Regions from separate parts of the Mus musculus genome. Here region 2 is linked to region 1. The links are chromatin contacts, called in public promoter capture Hi-C maps. All regions are on one chromosome and are shown on one strand. The core of a region is the stretch at or near the end of the contact, and the rest is flanking DNA. Distances in the headings are between cores, read along the strand shown. Region 1 holds the start of Abhd4 (abhydrolase domain containing 4). Region 2 holds the start of Haus4 (HAUS augmin-like complex, subunit 4).

What was found. Promoter capture Hi-C pulls out the DNA fragments that hold promoters and counts their contacts.
Region 2: a contact with region 1 is called in a promoter capture Hi-C map of hematopoietic stem and progenitor cells. The contact joins the promoter of Haus4 here to the promoter of Abhd4 in region 1. A contact is called at or near these places in 23 of 39 promoter capture datasets (the 3T3-L1 cell line, 3T3-L1-derived adipocytes, the C10 cell line and 18 more), 4 of 484 Hi-C or Micro-C datasets (CD4 T cells, CD8 T cells, pre-megakaryocyte-erythroid progenitors and 1 more), 16 of 115 datasets of contacts at active chromatin or transcription factors (the 230-238 cell line, CD8 T cells, Th17 cells and 10 more) and 3 of 9 other capture datasets (adipose tissue, liver and pancreatic islet).

What each region holds. Positions count from the first base shown.
Region 1 is chr14:54,257,453-54,260,727 of GRCm38.p6, reverse strand. It overlaps Abhd4 (abhydrolase domain containing 4), which reads right to left and starts at 1,445. Exons shown (of 7, transcript NM_134076.3): 1 at 1,409-1,445. The coding sequence starts at 1,431.
Region 2 is chr14:54,553,100-54,556,178 of GRCm38.p6, reverse strand. It overlaps Haus4 (HAUS augmin-like complex, subunit 4), which reads left to right and starts at 1,818. Exons shown (of 10, transcript NM_145462.2): 1 at 1,818-2,004.

The sequences.
Region 1 (3,275 bases), core at 196-2,695:
TTGCAGCAAGGGCTTGTGGGTTTGAGCAGGAGAAGATGATGGCATCCTTGGCGGAACCATCCCAGCTACTCATAGCATACACAATGGGCACCCTGAGTATCATGGGAACTCGCTGGATGAAGCACCAATACCTAGACCACAGATCTTGGCCAGTCTCAAAAGAGAGACTTCCTCTTTGCATTGTAGGCTATAACAAGTCAGACCATGACACCTGAACGAACCCCACACATCTCTAACTCTGGACAGCAGAGCTCAAGAGAAATGCTTCCCTATGAGACAGCAACACTGGCAGCAGTCCACACAGGCCTGGAAGGGGTGGGGGTTGGGGGACAGGGAGCTATGGGCACAGCTTGGCCTTTCTTCTGTACAAACAATCCAGAAAGAGAAAAGGCAACAGTGCCTGTCACACTGTGTGTCAGTGCTATTAGGGAGGTGAGAGCTGAGGTGGGAGAGTGAGGCAAGCAGCCTCTTAACATTGAGCAAGTCTCTGAATTTCTATGGGCATCCGCATCTGTTGCTTTATTTGTAAAACGGAGCTGAATGACCTGAGTCTTCTTTGGCTCTAGTGCCGTTTCCCGCAAGTCACTGTAGGCACCATAAATTTCCTCTTAGAAAGCAATACTCTTCTTGGGCAGTTCTTTTAGGTCCCTTACACGATTGTTTACTATTGATACAAAGTTATTTCGTTGTTCTGCAGATCCAAAAGGACAAATATTAGGTCAAGGGAAGGCCCTGTTCCTGTGAAACCCTTGGAGCTGAGTCATTCTCCTCTAAGCAACTTTTTCCCGATCCTGTTAGACCACCATCACACAGGTGGCATCTCAAACTTGATGGCCTTGGGCGAGCAGTAACCACATCCCAATCTAACAAACCTACTTCTGAAACCACGGCAGTAAGCATGTGTTTATGATTAAGAACACTATCAACTAGGATTGCAAGCAGAACGTAAAGGCGGCCAAGGGCTAAAGGAATTTGCAAGCCAGTTCCACACTAATTCCATCGCAGTGGAGACTTCTCCTACCCATGCCTTGTCCTTCAAGGGCTTTTCACACCCACGACTTTAGTTCCGGGCAAGTCTCCACAAGCACCACGTCCGCATCGGGAAGAGCTAGCTTATTCCTCGTGCTTTACCACTAATCTAACTGGGCTACCAGAGGGGCGATCGCGAAGACTAGTGGAAAGTCAGAGTCCCCAGGCTGAACGCAAGCTTAACCCTCAACACTCTCCCAGCTCCGCAGCCTTCTCATCTCTCAGCGCTCCCGGGGCTCCTGAGCGCAACCCATCCCTCCCTGGAAGCCAACCTGAAAGGAAAGGCGGGGAGTCTGAAGCTGTCCGCAACTACAGACAGTCCCCGGATCCTGGCCCGGACAGATAGAGACAGAAAGAGAAACGGACAGGAGTAACTCACTGCTGCTCCAGATCATCAGCCATAGTAAACAAGCCCTGCCGGGTCGAGCTGAGCCAGCCCATCCCTCCGCTCGACGCCAGAACCAGCTGACCCAGGGAAGTATCGGATAACAAAGGGGGCGGGGCCGGAGGCGGGGCCTGGGTCGCTAGCGGGGTTCTAGCGGGCAAAGTTGGCAGACCAACCGACTCAGCACATGGACAGCAATCAGTTGGGTGCTTCCTTCTGTTTGCTCCCTCTGGCCTGCGTCCAGGCTGAACACTACGGTCCCACAAAAGTAGGCTCCTTAATCCGGATCACATCCCTTTGGGGGACAGTGAGGGAGACAGGAAGACAGGTAGTTTAAAACTCAAAGTTCCTCACTGGAATGCCACCAGCCCCGCCTCCACACCTCCTTCAATTAAAGAGTGAAGGAACTGCTTTGCCTCTTGCTCACGTTCTCAAGCTTCCCTCTGTATCTCAGGTCACAGACGCTTCATCTGCCTTGGTAGTCCTATGGAAATGGTTTAGATGTCCGTGGAGTCATAAGGGTGCTTCCTATAAAAGGGCCTCGGATATTGTAACCCAAGATTTCCCGGTTCCAGAAATACAAAAAGCATGCTGCCTAGTTAAATTTTAGACAGCAAAGTTTAAAGCTAAGTAGGCTCCCTGTAGTATTTGGGGCATCCTGTATTCACAGCTCTAAGATGAGGGGTGACACCTGTCAGCATAAGCATTTCTCTGTTCTGGGGATGTCTTGCCTCAACCTACTTTCCAAGGAAAAAGTAGCAGTATCCTGCTTCCTTCCATTCGGTGGACCTCCCAGAGGAGGGCCAGTTAAAGGCCTAACGCATAAGGCTGGGCGTGATTAGGTATGTGGATATAAGATTAAGGATGTGGGATGTGAAGTGACTTAACCCAGAAGTTTTGAGCACATTTCAGGCTGGCTCGGCAGAGAGGCGGGACACATCTTGAAGCTGGCTTCAGAATTCACTTGAAATGGCAAAGGGGGTGTGGCATCCCTGGAGCCGCTCCCTTTCTGATTATCCACTGCAGTAGTTTAATCATACTTAAGGGGAAAGAATCTACTGAGGACTCTCTCTCTCTCTCTCTCTCTCTCTCTTACACACACACACACACACACACACACACACACACACACACGTCAAGGTGTATGTGTCCTGGGTTGGCCTCACATTGGATGTGTATCTGAGGATGATCTGTGCTTCCGAGTCTCCTGTTTCTATCTCTGGAGTGCTGGGATTATAGGGTATTCTGCCAGGCTTGTTGATTCAGGATTGTGGATCGAACCCAGGGCTTTCTGCTTGCTAGCTAGGCACTTTAGCAGTGGAGCTATGTTCCTAGTCCTACAGTATTTTTCTTTGGTCTTCTTGAAAGACCGAAGAGAACCTGAGATTTATTCTTTCCAGAAACACAATGTTAAACTGATCATTATAAGGGTTTAAAGTTGAAGAGAACTGGAATTTTCAGAAATGTCCATCCATGATTTTAGCCAAGCTCAGTGGTCCCACAATTCACTATACACAGTCATTGGGTAGGCTTGATAACAACGCAGCCTCCTGATTGCCATCCTCAGAATCTAATTCAGTTAGTTTGGTTTGAGGCTAGAAAGCTGCTTTTTTTTTTTTTTTTTTTTTTTTTTTGCATTGAAGGTGCTGGTGTTCCAGAAGACACACTAGTTAAACAAATAGAACCCATGGCCAGAAGTCTGGGTTAAGTTCAAGTTCTTAGCTTTGTCATTTATTTCCTGATCTTGGGCAAGTCATTTTGTCTGGCTGCTGCTGCTTCTGGAGTGTGTGGCTTGTGAGAATTCACTAAGGCAATTCAAAGAAGATTTAGCATATGTACTTTAACAATGATGTATCTTATG
Region 2 (3,079 bases), core at 569-3,068, 300 kb before region 1:
TTGAAGAATTGAGGAAGCATAAGTGATTTTTAAAAGCTTTGAAAAGTGACTGCACTCTAGCATTAAACATGGAACATGGCAGCTGATGCCCTGACCAAGGGCATAAAAGCTTTCTGCCCTAGAATCATTTCTCTGTGTATTCAAATACAAGTCTCCTCCTCCTCCTTCCTTTTCTTTTTTCTTTCTTTCTTTCTTTTTTTTTTTCTTTCTCTCTTCTCCTTCTCCTTCTTCTCCTCCTCCTCCTCTTCCTCCTTTCTCTTCTCTTCTCTCTCTCTCTCTCTCTCTCTCTCTCTCTCTCTCTCTCTCTCTCTCTCACTGATCTTTCTATACAACCCTGGCCTTCCTGGAACACTCTGTGTAGATCAGGCTGTCCTCATCTGCTTACCCCCTACCTCCCAATCACTGGGGTTAAAGGCATGAGCCACTACCCTTGGCCCTAGAATGTTCTAAAGCTGTGACCCTTTAATACAGATTCTCATGTTGTGGTGACCCCCAACCATAAATGATTTCCATTACTTACTTCATAACTGTAATTTTGCTGTTACGAATTGTAAACACCTGTGTTCTCCAGTGGCCTTAGGTGACCCCTGTAGGGTCGTTCAACCAACCAAAGGGGTCTCGACCACAGGTTGAGAACTGCTGTTCTAAGGAAAAGCCAAACAGCTCCATTTCCTAGCACTTTTGCTCCATCCTATCAGTTTGTTCTCTGATGCAAGCGATCTAATCACTGGGCTAGGGAGATGGCTCAACCATCCCTCTTCAAGTAAACCTGGGTTGGATTCTCCACACTTATATGGTGGTAACTGTAACCGGTTCCAGAGGATCCCACAGCAGTAAGCATACAAGTGGTTCACAGACATATGTGCCAGTCAAACACCCACACACGTAAACAACAGTAAAATAAATAAAAACGTATAAAGAGCTCTAATAACCTTGAAGCAGTTTATTTAAGACTTTTATTTTTTTAGATGGGCAACTTCAGCATAGTGCCCGGGCCTAGCTTTGAACTCTCGATCTTCCTAACTCAACCTCCTGAGTAGGTGTGGTGAAGGATTAACAGTACAGCTAAACATCTTATTTTCCAAAAGAAGTCACTTCCTGATTGGGTACCCTTAGTTTTACAAAACCAGTGTAGGCATAAGTAGGAGTGAAGGAAGGATGATGGGAAATAAGGGATGTGGGAATGGGGCAGGGCAGTTAACGCGGCTCAATGGGTAAAGGAGCTTGCTACCAAGCCTATGATGTCTCACTCCCAGAATGTCTTCTGACCTCCACAGCACACGTAGGACACACAGTAAATAAAACGTGACTTTAAAAAAAAACAGAGGGAGCGCGGAGGAGGCGAGGTAGGTTAAGAAATTCAAGAGGTGAGGCTGGAGCAACGTAGTAAAAGGATCTGAGTTCAAGTCCCAGAACCCAAAATCTGGCAGCTCACAAGCACCTGTAACATCGGCTCAAAGGGCTCTGGCTCCCTCTTCCGGCCTCCGTGGACACCGCCCACATATGGCGCATGCGCTCGCCCACATCGATAAATAAAAACAAACCAGTGGGGGTGTAGTGGCGTGCACCTTTCCTCTCATCAATCGGGAGGCCGAGACAGGACGATCTCTGATACCAACAACACATTGGCTCGACCTCCGAGCACCACAGTGGCAGGCCTAAGCTTCCGAGCTGGGCCGCCACCTCTATATAACCTTCCGTGCCTAGTCTTCCCCTTTGTTAAATGGGTGAAGTTCCGACTTCCAGGATCCGAGCCGCTACCGCGACAGTTGCGCTGAGCGCGCGCTCCCGGGGCGGGGCTGCGCCAGGCGGGAACGGAGGCCCCGCCCCGTCCTGTGCCCGGCTGATTTAAGACCCAGTTGTTTCTACGCTGGCGGCAGCGCCTTTCCCGGGCAGGCCCCGGCCTTAGCGCTCCGGCGGCGAGCCGTGCAGGTTAGCGCTCGACGACCGCGAGCTTGCGGCGAGGCCGCGCTCGCCCTTTAGGACTCCTTGGCGACCCAGACGGTAGGTCGGCGCCGGAGAGCGCGTCTGCATCTTGATTATCTCCGGCCTTGTAAGGGTCACCTCTTGTGAAAACAGTCAGGACGATCAATCTGCGTCCAGCACAGCGTGCAGGGGAACGGCTGGAGGGCTCGAAGCACGCCTGCGTCAGAGTTCGGCGCTCTGCGCTCCTGCGCGTGGGACCCCGGCTGCCTGCGCAGGGTGGGGGTGAAGCCTAAGGTCACGTCCTGTGGGCGGCTCCGCTGAGGACCCCTGGGCGGTTGAAACCCTCGTGGCTGGGTGCCTAACTGGCCTGCAAAACTTTATTTGTAGGTGTAGTTCAACAACATTCTGAGTTGGTAAAACGGAACTTACTGGTAAAACATAACTAAATAGCTTTTGTTGACAAGTCGATTGTTATTAATTCTTGATGCTTCATGCAAGGCAAGAACCGTTATCGCGGCTTTGCAGGTGGAACACTGTTGGCACCTGAAAAAGGAGCATTTCACATAAACTCACACAGAAAACATGGGGGGCGGGGCGGAGCCACAAATTAATGTCTCGAATTGCGCCTCCTCAGCTGATTCCTCTAGACCACGCTACAAAACAAACGGCTAGTTGCTTTCATGTGACTCATAAAAGGAGCGAATAAACCAATGTTCTGTGGACGTGAAGCGTTAAGTACTAATAAGCTTCAGACTCGGGGCTGCCTCGGGCTCAGCTGCCATTTGGAGGAGTGGGTAAAGCAATAAGGGAAAGAATGGGCAGGCAATGTTTGTGTTGCTGTTGAGTTTCTCATTGCTCTCTGTTGATGACATTCTTTTCAAGGTGCTCCAGGTTCTGGCAAAACACCTATCTGTATAGCTATGTCCCCACACTAACCACTGCAGTGCATTGTTACTGGAAAAGCTGTTGTAGTTCAAGTGTCTGTCGCTCTTGCTCCCAGACAGATAGCTCTTTCATGAGATGACACTGACAGAGAAGCACCAGAAAGAAACTGTGATATTCCACAGTTGAGCTATAAAGGGGGCAAAAGGTATACTGGGACCCACACCCCTTAGTTTACTGGGAACACGACAGACAGCAACAGTTTGTAGCT